Linked DNA regions of Gossypium hirsutum: region 1 is linked to region 2. Evidence: chromatin contacts called from public Hi-C data. All regions are on one chromosome and are shown on one strand. The core of a region is the stretch at or near the end of the contact, and the rest is flanking DNA. Distances in the headings are between cores, read along the strand shown. Region 1 holds the start of LOC107945748 (molybdate-anion transporter). Region 2 holds the start of LOC107945842 (endoglucanase 6).

Evidence for each region. Hi-C and Micro-C count contacts between places; a contact is called where the count stands out from the background.
Region 1: a contact with region 2 is called in a Hi-C map of leaf, with 4 times the contacts expected there. The contact joins the promoter of LOC107945748 here to the promoter of LOC107945842 in region 2. A contact is called at or near these places in 15 of 34 Hi-C or Micro-C datasets (anther, callus, hypocotyl and 3 more).

Annotation. Positions count from the first base shown.
Region 1 is chrA08:77,734,565-77,740,922 of Gossypium_hirsutum_v2.1, reverse strand. LOC107945748 (molybdate-anion transporter) reads right to left here and starts at 2,635. Exons shown (of 9, transcript XM_016879867.2): 1 at 2,462-2,635; 2 at 2,165-2,345; 3 at 1,740-1,884; 4 at 1,497-1,665; 5 at 1,086-1,356; 6 at 688-953; 7 at 397-612; 8 at 75-183. The coding sequence starts at 2,315. It overlaps LOC107945760 (serine/threonine-protein kinase BLUS1), which reads right to left. Exons shown (of 21, transcript XM_016879886.2): 20 at 6,222-6,273; 21 at 5,722-6,062. The coding sequence ends at 6,003.
Region 2 is chrA08:77,210,359-77,217,250 of Gossypium_hirsutum_v2.1, reverse strand. LOC107945842 (endoglucanase 6) reads right to left here and starts at 2,359. Exons shown (of 9, transcript XM_041074680.1): 1 at 1,805-2,359; 2 at 1,460-1,672; 3 at 1,051-1,251; 4 at 49-138. The coding sequence starts at 2,014.

The DNA of each region.
Region 1 (6,358 bases), core at 1,386-3,885, 520 kb before region 2:
AGTTGCTTTTTAGACACTATGAAGCTCCAAGGTGAAGCGTATAGAAGAATGAAAAAGCCAAGTGCACAACTTACTCGACTTGTGTATCTCCGCAATCACCATAAGACGCCTCTGCAATAAAGATGCCACGAAAAGGAAAGCCGAGCACATGCCAAACATGACGGTCATGGGAAGCGCTTTTACCTTTCAAAGAAACAATATTGCATTTGCAACAAAATTAAAAACCATATGAACCTTGGTGACTGACAGGTAACTTAATAACATTCAGCTCACAGCATGTCAACTGGTTAAACTTAAAACTATAGAAAGTTCTATTCAACCATTTACAAAAAGATTTTTTACTTGTTGCGGTGGCATTATCGAAACAAGAAAAAAAAGGTTAAATGGTAGACTAACATTGTATAATGCAATGCAGACAAAGATGTTGAGAGGAATGCGAAAGAAGTTCATGATAGTGCTTCTTGCTTCCTCAGGAATGTATTGAGACCTCATCTTCATGATAGATGGCCAGAATATCCCAACGCAAGCTTCAAATATGCAGAAACCAATGAGCTGGATACACCCAGAAAATGAGATGCTCCCACCTTTCACGTTTGATGGTGCTACCAACAACTGTTGAGACTTAAAAGAGTTAGTTTTCAGGGGAGCTTTTGGGAGAATGGAGGAAATATGTGCAAAAATACGTACATTTGTGACAACAGGAAGTAGTAGGGCTATTGAGGAGAGCATGAATACAGTCTGCATATAGCTCTCAACTCTTGGAGTAGGGTGAGCCAGCAATCGTGAGGCAATGGAACTTCCAAGCATTGAAGATAACATGAATGTCGCAAATATGAAACCGTGCGGAATGTCCTCGTCATTTGGGCTCAAAGCAGGTGTCCATAGGAACACAAAGGTGTACATTGAACCTTCAAACAGCGATTGTATAGCACCCAACAATGTAATTTTCTCATCTGATAGAAACATGGATCTTGCTTTAGTATATTTCCCAGCATATCATACAGACTAAAACAGAAAAAAATACCCAACAAAAAAGTTCATTGTTGGTAGCCTAGGCATTCATCGTAAGTGATGGTTAGAATTACCAGCAGCAATGGCAGCAGCGGCACCCTTGAATTGAGTAAGCAAATCCTTATTTTCCGAAGGGTCACCATAATTTTCAGTCCATGTGGACAGTATAATTATCATGCCAATTGAAAGGAAGCAAGATGCAGCATCAAATGGAGCAACAGGACCTAATTTCAAACTATCCACTAGTACATTACCAAACAACCCAGATAAAATTGCCATCAATCCATTTCCAAGAAATATTGCCTTTGCGAATGTTATAGAAAGCCACTGTTGATCAAAACCTCGCTGTCAAATCCAAAATTGTAATCAGATTCAGAATCAAGGCAATCACCAAAACAAACACAAGTACAGAAACTATAAAACCCGAAGCTTAAAACAGTTCCATCAAATTGCAGGTTGAACCAACGAAGGTAGCAATGACACACCTTGTTGTGTTCAGCAACAAGCCAAGATTCGAAGGCTGAGAAAAGAAGGGAAGTTGCAATGCCACCCAAGACTCGTCCTAGCATTAAAACCTTGTACTGAGGAGAATGTTTGGTAATGCAGCTCAGTATGTAAGTTATGCAGTAAGTGACACAAGCCCTCTTTCGACCCCTGAGTTCAGAATGCAGGGAATCCAGTAAGGATAGAAAGTTGGGTGAGGAGTCTAAAACAACCCAACATCTTACCTTTTGTCGGCTAAAGATCCAACCACTGTACCAAACAACATGGAAGATCCAAAACCAGCAATGAAAAGGTGACCAATCTCCCCCTTCCCAAATCCGTAATGATTGTAAAGGTAGTAAACATATGGCCCCTGCAACCAATCCCCAGCTGTTTTTTTTTTTTTAATTTTATGATCAACATAATCAGTTTCGGAACGATAAGCAAACAGATGATTGCCAATTCAAATGAAGATTCATCAAATGAAATGCAAATCCTTAATTATCTGAATTTGAGTACAATAAACACCAAGATTAGAAAAACCAAAACAGGAGAAACTAGGCATAAAGCATGGATTTCCTTAAACAAAACATAAAAATATAAGGAAATTCTAGATGAAACCCAGATAAGAAAATCAAATTTCATGTAAACTAGCACAAAGATAGAATACCCATCATCAGAGAGAATACAACAAGATAGTTGTTTTTGAAAGAATTGAAAGCAGTGGAGGTACTAAAACGATCTTTGCTTGTTTTGCTCAGCTCCAGTACTGCAACCAGGGAGGCCAGAGACCCGAATACCACCAAGTAAAATGGTTCCATTGCAGCTATTCTTCTTCTTCTTCTTTTGGCCTGGTAATGAGGACCCGGATGAAAAACAGAGAGACAGAGATTAGTGAAAGCATGGGATAACTGTAAAATCTAGAAAAAGCAAAGGAGAGCCAATTGGCATGAAGCGAGGAATTGACATTTTCTATGAGGGAGATCGGTAGGGGGTGCGACTATGTGTGTCTCCCCTGTTTTCATTCCTATATCTTAAGGCTGACTGGCAGAGGCGGATCCCCTTGTTTCGTGATTTTCCCGGGGAATTTGCGCTTTCTTTTCTTTTCATTATTTTATGGCTTAATTCCAAAACAACTCTCAAACTATCGTCTTTATTTTAAGTTAGTATTCTAACTTCATAACTTTTAATCACTCCTCCATTTATCTATATCATATCAATAATGGTTTTAGTCATGCTGGTCTTTAGTTGGTGTAAAGTATATTTAAAATAAACCAATTAAATTTTAGATACACGTGTATTTAGTGGATAGATAGCTTAGATTTAATATGTTAAAATAACATTCGCTATCACTAAAATTTAAAAGTATTATTTTTATATGTATATATAAGTTGTTCATACAGAAGATATATGCATATTTAAAATTTTATTCGTGCCGATTGAGTCTTAAGGTACATTTGGTTCGCTGTAATTGAATAAAGTTGTAGTGGAATAAAGTTGTAATGGAATAGAGCTGTAATCAATAATTCAATTATTTGGTTAAATAGAATGGAATAGAACTTTAATAGCATTTTTTTGTTTGAATGGAATAGATGTTGTAATAATATAAGGAAAAGGCTTAAATGATCAAAATACCTTTATTAAATTTTTTGAAGGTAGATAATTATTGTTATTGTTATTAAATTTTAATAAAATTATTGTTAAATATATTTTTATTAAAAATAATAATAAATAATTTAATCATATTTTAACATTATTATTATTATTAAATATAATTTAATAAAATAATATACAATTTAATGACTTTCTTAATATAATTATTATATGAATTAAAAAATCATAATATTAATATTTTTGCAAGTGTGCCCAAGAAAGTTTTATCTTTTTATTTAAGGGCTGGAGATGAATTATGGAAATTTCTTAATATTTTATAAAAATAAAATTTGATTAGTGTATGTTAAATATGACTCCTATTTTCAATCAAATTTGAGAAATAATCTTTCAGTTAAACTCTGTTTACTTATTTCAATCAAACACTGATTAATTTAGATTATTTTATTATTATTTGACCTATGAATTTAGCCTATAAATAGGCTCTTTTACAACTTTAGAAAAATACACCTATTAGAGATTAGAACTCATAACACATTTAGAGAATTTTGTATTTACATTTTGAGAGTTCTTTGTTTTCGGGATTTAGTTTTTATCTCCATCTTTTGTACTCTTCGTTTTTTTTCCATTATAGTAAAATTATCTTTGCCCGTGGTTTTTTATCCTCTTTGGAGGAGTTTTTTCACGTTAAATTTGTTTGTTTAATTTCTCAATTTTTTCTGTTATTTTTCTTGTTCATTGTTTAATCCGGTCGATTCCTAACAGTGTATTTTTAAATATGTTTCATATTATATTTGAGCTAACATTTAATGCATAAATTAATAACAAAGTTAGTGAAAGAATATTAATATTTTAAAAACATCAATTACAATGTTTTGAGTTTCGAGACTAAAACAATTAACTTTCAAGTATTAAATTTGAGTGTTTGGGCAAAAAAGGAAAGTATTAGATCGGGTTCATCCAAACCAGATCAGGAAATGAAAGTAATTTCTTACTAATATATTAAAATTTATATTAAGAATTAGAAAAATAAAATATTTATCTAAATTTTTTTTATTTTTAAAATAATTTTGTTTTATCATAATGTTTTTTTTATAATTCTTAATATAATTAATATTTTAATAATACTTCCATAGAATATAATTCAACTTCTTATGGAAGTGAAATTTTAAATACATCTCATGTTTATGTTTCTATGATACTAATAAAAGAAATTTTAATATATAATTATTGGTTGAAAGTTTTTTTAATTAAATAAATAGCTAGATAATCATATTTGAAGCATACAAAAATAATTACGAAAATGTTAAAATTACTTTAATTTTATAGTAATTTGTAATCGTTAAAATATATAACATATATAGCTTTAATATTTCTATTTATATATATAGATATATTGTTTCTTGAACTTGTCCAAAATTATTTAGTAGGTATTTACTTTTTTTTATCTAATTAGTATTTAAACTTACATTATGTCACTTAAGTTGGTATCTCTTCACAAACACCGTTAGTCTATACTAACATGTATTAATAGTCAATTCGGAGGTGACACATAGTACTCTCTCAGCATGTCATGTGGTAAGTATATATAAAAATAAAAATGAATATGTAAAAATATATAAATTAATAAAAAGTATAATTTTTTTTAACATTGACAATGAATTTGGACAATGATTGTCCAAATACAAATCCAAATTCATTCCAATTTTTTTAGTAGGTTTATATATTTAATTTTTTAATAAAATATCATGCTATTTATATTATTATTTTGAAATTAAAAATATATAAAATTTTAAAATATATAAATTAATAAAACAGTTGATATCAAGAATGAACTTGGATGGAGCATTGCCCAGTCCTTCTGGACGTGCTTTTTAATAATTTTATATATTTTAAATTTTTTTATAAATTTATATATTGTTCAAAATATTATAGGTTTTTTTTTACATTTTTTATAAATTTAAATTGTATATATATTTCAAAATAACAATAACCTTAAAAAACATTTTTATAAAAAAATTTAAAAAATATAAACTCATTAAAAAAAACATATCTAGAATAAATCTGGATAAAATAGGTGTCCATATTCAAATGTATATGGACAAACGTTTGTTTAGGTCTTGATGTCAAAAGAAATTATATTTTTTTATTAATGTATATATTTTTAAAGTTCTTTATTTTTTTAATTATGTTTACCACGTGACATGTTAAAAAGTTGCCACATGTCATCTTTGAATTGATTATAAGTGTCACATAAGCAAGAAAATTAACAATCTTGGTGCAAAAGTATCAACTTGAATGAAAGAATACATATTCAAATACTAACTAGATATAAAAAATTTAAACATAAACTAAATACTTTTGGTACTAACATATATTAACCCTTAACGTTAATCCAAGAAGCATAAATTATGTAACCTTTTAGTGGAGGGATTTTGAAAGGTAGTGACAGGTGAGAGAACTTGGGATATATGCGAGAGGAAAGCATGGAAGAAAATGAAGATTGTTTTTAATACTAAAATAGTGCGATTTTATAAAGATAAAAACAATTCAAGGTAATAAAAGACAAGTTCAAAGGAGTTGAAATAATAAGATATTAAATGGTTTGTTTGCAAATTTCAATAACTTTCGTATATATATGTATATACAATTTTCAATAATAATATACAAAAGATGTTCTTTACAGAAAGCCAAAGCTTATAGGTTACGTTCCATAATAAATTAATAATAAATGAGCTTTGCCTCTGCTATGCACTCTGGGATATAAATTATATTTACATGGAAATATGGAAGAAAACATCCTCGTCATGTACGCATAACATTTGCTTATTCAGTAATTAATAGAACTCCCTGCCGTATTCTGTTTCTAACGTTGTTGACGACGCCCCCATTCTTTTTCACGCAGCATCATCCCCATTCTCTTCCGCACCAGCCATGAGCCTTAGTTCTTGTTGCAACTGCATTTTCATTGTTCAAATCATCACCCCCTACTAACCCATCATTACTCCATATATCATGTGCTTCTTTTTCTTTTTTTCTAATCAGTGACACCACAATCGTAGAATAAAGTAGAAGCTGCTATTCTCATTTATATAAAAACTCTGTAAGAAACTCACCTCTTCATATCTCAACTTTTCAGCATTCAATTCATCCCTCAAATTCATCATTCTGCCACAATAAGTGTTCAACGAAGAGACTATCAGGAGAAAGTTGGATGTGTAGTGGGAAACCAAGGTACCAAATTACTTGGTAT
Region 2 (6,892 bases), core at 1,110-3,609:
TATAAATTGCTCAAATTGATTGCTTTGAGAAAATTTAGAAAAGCTTACATTGTAGCCACTGATGGATCGGTAGTATTTTTGGGCAACTGTGATGCTGCTGTCGTATTTACCTCTGTATTTATCAGCAAATTCGAATAGCTGAAAACAAAAACAAAATTTAAAATTAATTATATTGTAAAACCTACTGAAATTTTTGTTTAAGAGTATGGATAGGATAGGTGAAGCAATTTGAGGAAAGAGGCAAGGGCAATTTGGGGATGTAAGTTAAACAGGAGGAGCACCGACAGTGTTGGCACGTGAGAAACGAAATGACTCATTGCGACCATTTTGGGGTACAAATGAACGGTTAAGATCTGCTTGTACGAGAGATCTGTACGGTCATAAAAGATTAATTACCCGTGATGGATGGGGCAAAAGCAAAGTCAAGCGTTCTCATCACCAGGAGTCATAAAATTAGGACATCAATCCACTGGGGTCAATCCGTTCCATTATAAAAAATTATCATCTTATTTTTTATAAATTTTTAAAAGCTTAACATAGAAAATAATAAATATTTACTTGATTTTAAAAAAATAAAAAATTTAAAAATTTAATTGAAGCCAAATTTATAAAAATGATAATGATTTTTAAAATTATAAGAGGCAGGTGATGGAACAAACATGCCAAGTATGGGGCGATATAGAATTTAACTATACCCACCTCTTCTACCCATGATCAATTTTAAACCATTAACAAGAATCTGGCGAACGACACCGTTTCACCCAAAAAGTAGCTACTACAACGGTTAAATGGTTTTTATTTTTCCTGGCTCAAAACAGTGGTAGTATTTTTTTAGAAGAAAGAAGTAAACAGAGGTGGTTGTTTTTATTAAATGAAAACTAGGGTTGGGCACGCCAAGTTGCGAAATTGAGGCCGACAAAAGATTGCGTAATAACAACCGTTTTTTCCTATCACCTTATGATAAAAAAGGTTGAGAGTGTAAGCTAACATGCACCGGCAGGTACAATGGTCCCAGCAACGCGAGAAGACACAGACTGCGTAAACGTATACCTGGTAGGCATGGCGAAGAAGCTCGGTGGAATATGCAGGGTTGGAACGGCGGAAGACGATTGAGGCGGCAGCCATGGCGGCGGCAGTTTCACCTGCCAGATCCGACCCCGGATTGCTTGGGTCTATCTTGTAAGCATGACGGTCGGTGGTCATGTCCTCTGGTCTTTGCCAACAGTAGTGGTCACTGTTACCGTCGCCCACCTAAAATGGATCTCACCAAAATTAATTATTTTTAATTGAGTCCTTTTGAGTTTTAGAAGTATTAAATTCAAACTAATATTTTATTAGTAGCCAAGTGTTGCTATCAAGTTTGAGATTTGAAAAAGGGATTTGGACATATTAGTGACAAAATAATGGAGTGTTAAGAATGGCAAGAAACACGAGGAGGGAAGAAGGTCGGGAAGAGTACCTCTCCATAAAGGACATAAGGTTCGGGATGAGCTTTAATGAGGTAGTCAGTGCCCCACTTGATTGCTTCCATCGCATGGCCGAGCTCTCCATTTGCACCCATTTGTTTCCCGTACTCTATAATACTCCAGGACATCATTGTTATGGTGAATGCCATGGGCAGTCCGAACTTCACATTGTCCCCTGCATCGTAGTACCCTCCAACCAGATCCACCTTGAGAATTTGTGAAAACAACTTCAACCATCAATACCATAATTTTCGATTCTAAATGAAGCATGTCAAAGAACAAAAGTGACGTTTTGACCGAGAAAACAAGTTCAAGTTGAGAGTGGAACTTTAACTTACCCCACTGGCCTTGCCGTCATTCAAGCCGGAATTGGCTCTCCACGTAACTCTCTGGTTATGAGGAAGGTAACCAGATCTCTGAGCTTCAAAGAACAGAATGCTCTTGCTCAGAGCTTGGTTATAGTCATGTCCAGCAAAAACAAAAGGAAGAAAAAGCAGCAGAAGTAAAGGAGTCATTTCAATCAGCCTCATCAACTTCTCCATGTACATTCAAACTTATCAAAAGACACAATTCAAGTTTCAAGTTCAAACAAAAACAGATCTCTTTCTGCAGCAGAGTGGGGTTTCCTTCAAGTTTATAAAACTAAAAAGAGAAACCCATTTGGAATCGAACACAAAAAATGCAGTCTAGTAAGAGAAAAAGGTAAAAAAATGTAATGAGTTAAAAGAGGCGATAGAAATGAAAGTGAAGAGAGAAAGAGCAGTGGGATTGGGAATTGGAAGAGGAGCTGAAGCCTCTATATATTGTGGAGTGGAGGGAAGGAAGAGCAAGGGAGATTAAAAATTGTGAATTGAAAGTAGTTTTAATAATAATTGGAGGAGAGGGAAAGAGAAAGAACAAAGTCATGTGGGTGTCCCTGGCGCTTTTAGTCTTTTACTGGGTAGAGTCGGTGCGGATTTAATGGTTCTTTTTGGCAGGGAAACTGCTGCTAAACATGATTAAAAATTAATTTCTGATTTTTACTCTTCTATAAAATTTCTTTTTATGCCTTCTCCACTCCAATAAACTTACATTGTTTGTCACTTGGGAATAATGCCCCTGAAATTAAGGCATGAAGTTTATTACGGCTCCATTAAATCTCTGTTGGGCACAGCATGTGAGAGGGTACCCTGTTGTGGGTTACAAATGGTGGACATAATTGGATTTTGCAAAACTTGGCTACTTGGTTTAAGTTTTGAAATTTGTTCACCCATAATTAATGCAAATTATTTTTATTTTTATTTTTATTTTTATTTTATTTTAAATTAATCATCTGGCTTCTGCAGTCTGCGACCTGTCCGTTTGCGTCTCCTGTCGTATTAGGTATGGGAAAATTGCAAACCCTGGATCATCTTTTACAGATGCTGCCACACTGCTTGATTAGGCCCATTATAGTACATATCTAACCCTAATTATTTTAAACATTTTCTTTTCTTTTTTCTTTTTGAATTGTATTAAATATGATTATTTTAAATATTAACTTAAATCTCTTAAAATATATTTATTTTCTCAATTCTATACTTAAATTTATTTTTATTTTATTTTATCTATTTTGTAATGTTGGATAAAAATATTTGTTAGGTCACTTTGCCCAACGAAAAAAATGTCATAATGATCGACCATTGATCGATGTTAATTGACCATGGTAGGCATTGACTTATTATTGATGGTAATTGACCAGATATTAATTTATCATGAGGTGTTATTAGAATATACCACATGTTTCTTTTATTTTTTTAATATTATATATATTATATTGATTAAAAATGTAAAAAATTATATAATATATAATATATATAAATTTTAAAAAAATTATAATTATTATCATAAACAATAAATTTTAAGGTATAATTTATTGACCACACATAAATCTACATATCTTTGGAGAATGAACTGATGTGAAAATCATAAAGAAAAAGATGCATTATTAATGGATAAATGTAAATGTTATATATTATTGATGAAGGGAGTTGAATGTAACCCTAAATTCTCAACTAAAAGCCATTATTTTGTCCAGCTAAAGAAAAGGGGGGTTGAGGTTTTTATGACGATTGGATGTAGAATTAAAATCTAAATATTAGAGGGAATTTGAATAATTGCTTTAATTATTGAGGAAACTTCTCAGCATCAACCGGAATTGTTGATAATGGTAAGTAGGATTCTCCAAACCCGACAACCCCATTTTTATTTTCTCTTTCTCAAATTAGGAGTCCACCGACGGCATCAGGTAGGCAATATGACAAGAAAATAACAATGGCATCCTTTGTAAAATCAACTGTGCAAGATGTCCATTTTCATTTGGCTATTTTATTTAAAAGGTCAAAAAGAGAGCGCTTAATTCCCAACAGCAATCAACGGTCTCCGCCGGAAATTAACCTTTTTCTTTTTTTTTTTTGGGTTGCCGAAAATATTTTTGTCATCTTGCTTTTGCTTTTGCCCTTTCAAAAAAGTAAAAAAAAGTTTTTTATTTTAGTATCATAAGAAGGTTTTAAAAAACCAAGAGATGTGGACAGTGGAGACGTACGGTATGTAAGTCAAAGAGGCAAGCCTCCGCAATTACCGGCTAACGACGGTTCTATCACGACTTCTGATGGTTCTACCTAGGCAATGCAGTCACCGGCTGTCCGGGTGAGTTAGTTTTTGATCAGCCTCCCTAAGTACACCTGCCCCCCCCAACCCACCAATTTTGTTCCCACTTTGACGTGGCGAAATCCATGTTAAAACAGTAACGTTGGTTATAAATTGAAGGCATAGGCCATCTTCCATAAGTGGAACTCTTGCTTTGCTTTGTTGTTGGTAAAGAATGGGACACAGTCAGCCCGAAACAGTACCACCAACTTTGCTTTTATGGCCTACAAAAATATCTTTTGATAGTATTGTTGCGCAACGCAAGCACAGAATTCAAATTTGCTTTCCTAACTAATAGGGAAGAGATGCCTAATTAAATTAGTTACTGCTTTTATTCAAATATGTTATACTTTGACTACAAATTGTTAGCTTATACTAATACAATTCCACAAACAGTTTACTTCAATTTGGTCTCTTTTTTCTGGCAATTAGAGCTAATTTGTTAGATTGTTATGCACTCAAATTTTGACAAACTCTTTGTTTTAAATGAAGTATTGATTTAGGTTACTCAATATACTAGTTAAACATCATTAAGAGTTTAAATGTTTATTTAGGTGTCATTAAGAATATCAACGTATCTTTGGTAAAAGTATCCCCTGTAGTAGGAGTTGAATTGCATTTTGTCCTTTCTACTCAAAAACTGGGTAAATTAATCATTCTATAATAGATCAAAGAACAATTTAGTCATTTTGTTAAAAATTTTATCCATTTCTACTGTTAAAATTTGGTCCATGTACGTCATTATGAGGTATATATGACATGTTATCAGAGGCGAAGCCAGAAAATTTTTTTAGGGGGGCCGGATGAAATTTTAATTTTTTATAGTTTATATTTTATAACTTGTAAAGGATTAAATTGAATTTTTATAAATTTAGGGGGGCCAAAGTGTAATTTTACCTTTACTAATTTAAAATTTTTAAAAAATTTCAAGGGCCTAAAATAAAATTTTCCATTTTAGGGGGGCCGGGTCCATGCCAGCCCCCTGGCTACGCCCCTGCATGTCGTGTGTCATTGTTTGGTTATTCTGTCAATCACGTTAGTTTTTAACAGTATAAACGAATTAAATTTTTAACAGAAAGTACCAATTTGCTTTTTGATATAATGTATAGAGAATAATTTGCCTATTTTTTAGTAGAGAGAGCAAAACGCAATTTGATTCCTAGTACAAGGGCCTTCACAATACTTTTACCACTTATCGTGATAGGGTTTAGGATAAATATCAAAATTATACATACTTTGATTTAATTTGCAATTGTATAGATGAATTTTAGTTTGGTACAATTATACACGTGAAACTCTAATTGTGGTTCAAATATATAATTGAAACTTTAATTTTAATTTAATCATACACATTTAAAGAAATAAATACATAAATTTATTTTTATATTAGATAAATATAATTATTTATGTATGCAATATATAAACATAAAATAATATTATATCAAGAATTGTGTTAATAATTTACAAGAATTTGATCAAATCAAAATATTATGTATAAAATTATACAAAATTAAAGCTCATGTATACAATTACACGTTAAACCATAAACCATAATTCATATATAGTTTTAATATTTGACACAATCATATAAGTATTTACCTTAAGCTACAATAAAAGTAGAAAATGAGGTGGGGGGTATATAGAATTATACAAGTAAACTGGAAAGGGATATGTGAGAAGAGAGGGCTAAGGATATGTGGTGTGAGATAAATGTCTTATATCTCCCAGCCAGGGTCTCTTTCTTTCATCATATTTGGAATTTGGAACCTCCAATTGAATCTTTTTCTGTAGCTTGATTAATAAATTCCTAAAGCCGCTGCTAAATCATTCTTCACAAGATAAGATTAAAAAAATGTCATTTGATTTTGATCTTTAAACTTACAAAAGTAACATTTCTTTTTTTTTCTTTTTTTCTTTTTTTTTTTTGGTTTTAGGCTCCTTTTGTAAAAACAAAACTTAATTAGTAGGTCTGTATTGCCTCCAATTTTATTTTTTAAACCAAACAAATGGAGGGTTTAAATTCGGGACTAAATCGTAGAAGCCTGAAGAATGGAGGGAGTAGGGGCAGTATTAGACTTTTATAGGATAAGGAAATTATACGGGAGGGCATGAAGCTAACAAAATAATTGTAAATAAACTTATTGAACAGGAAAGCAGAAGGTAATTGAGAAAACCTCAAGGAAATAGTTGAAGCAGCAAGGAATGTCTAAAAAGCAGTGAGACATGAAACTTGCTTCTTCTTTTTTTAATTTACTTTTGAGGCATGAACGCAAAGCAGAATCCTTGGAGATAATGGTGATTGTGTTGACAGGTGAGAGTAAATAGGACACCCACTAGGCAAGGGCACCTATGAATATGATCCCTACACGTATGCAAGAGGACAAAATGCCTTTATAATTTATCCTAGGGGGTTCAAACTCGGGCTTGTGAACATGAAAAGAGAAAATGTGCAGCTTCCTCTGTCCATATTAGAAGAACGATTTGAGTTCAAAATTGATTGACACACTTTCGCACGTGCAAAATAAACCTTTCCAAAGGACAGGTGGTCCTTTGCAGATCTTAGGTGATATATGCATGTCTCCTACTGAGATTGATGGGTGGATAAAGTTTTAATGCCAAGGGTTCTTCCCTTCCCTTATCCCTAGTCTGCTGAGAGGTTCTGATTTGAAGGATATTTTGGGCGTTAACTTTTTCCCCACCCCCACACATTGTTTTATTTATCCAGTAATTTATTAGGTCGTGGTTGAACCATGAAAGAA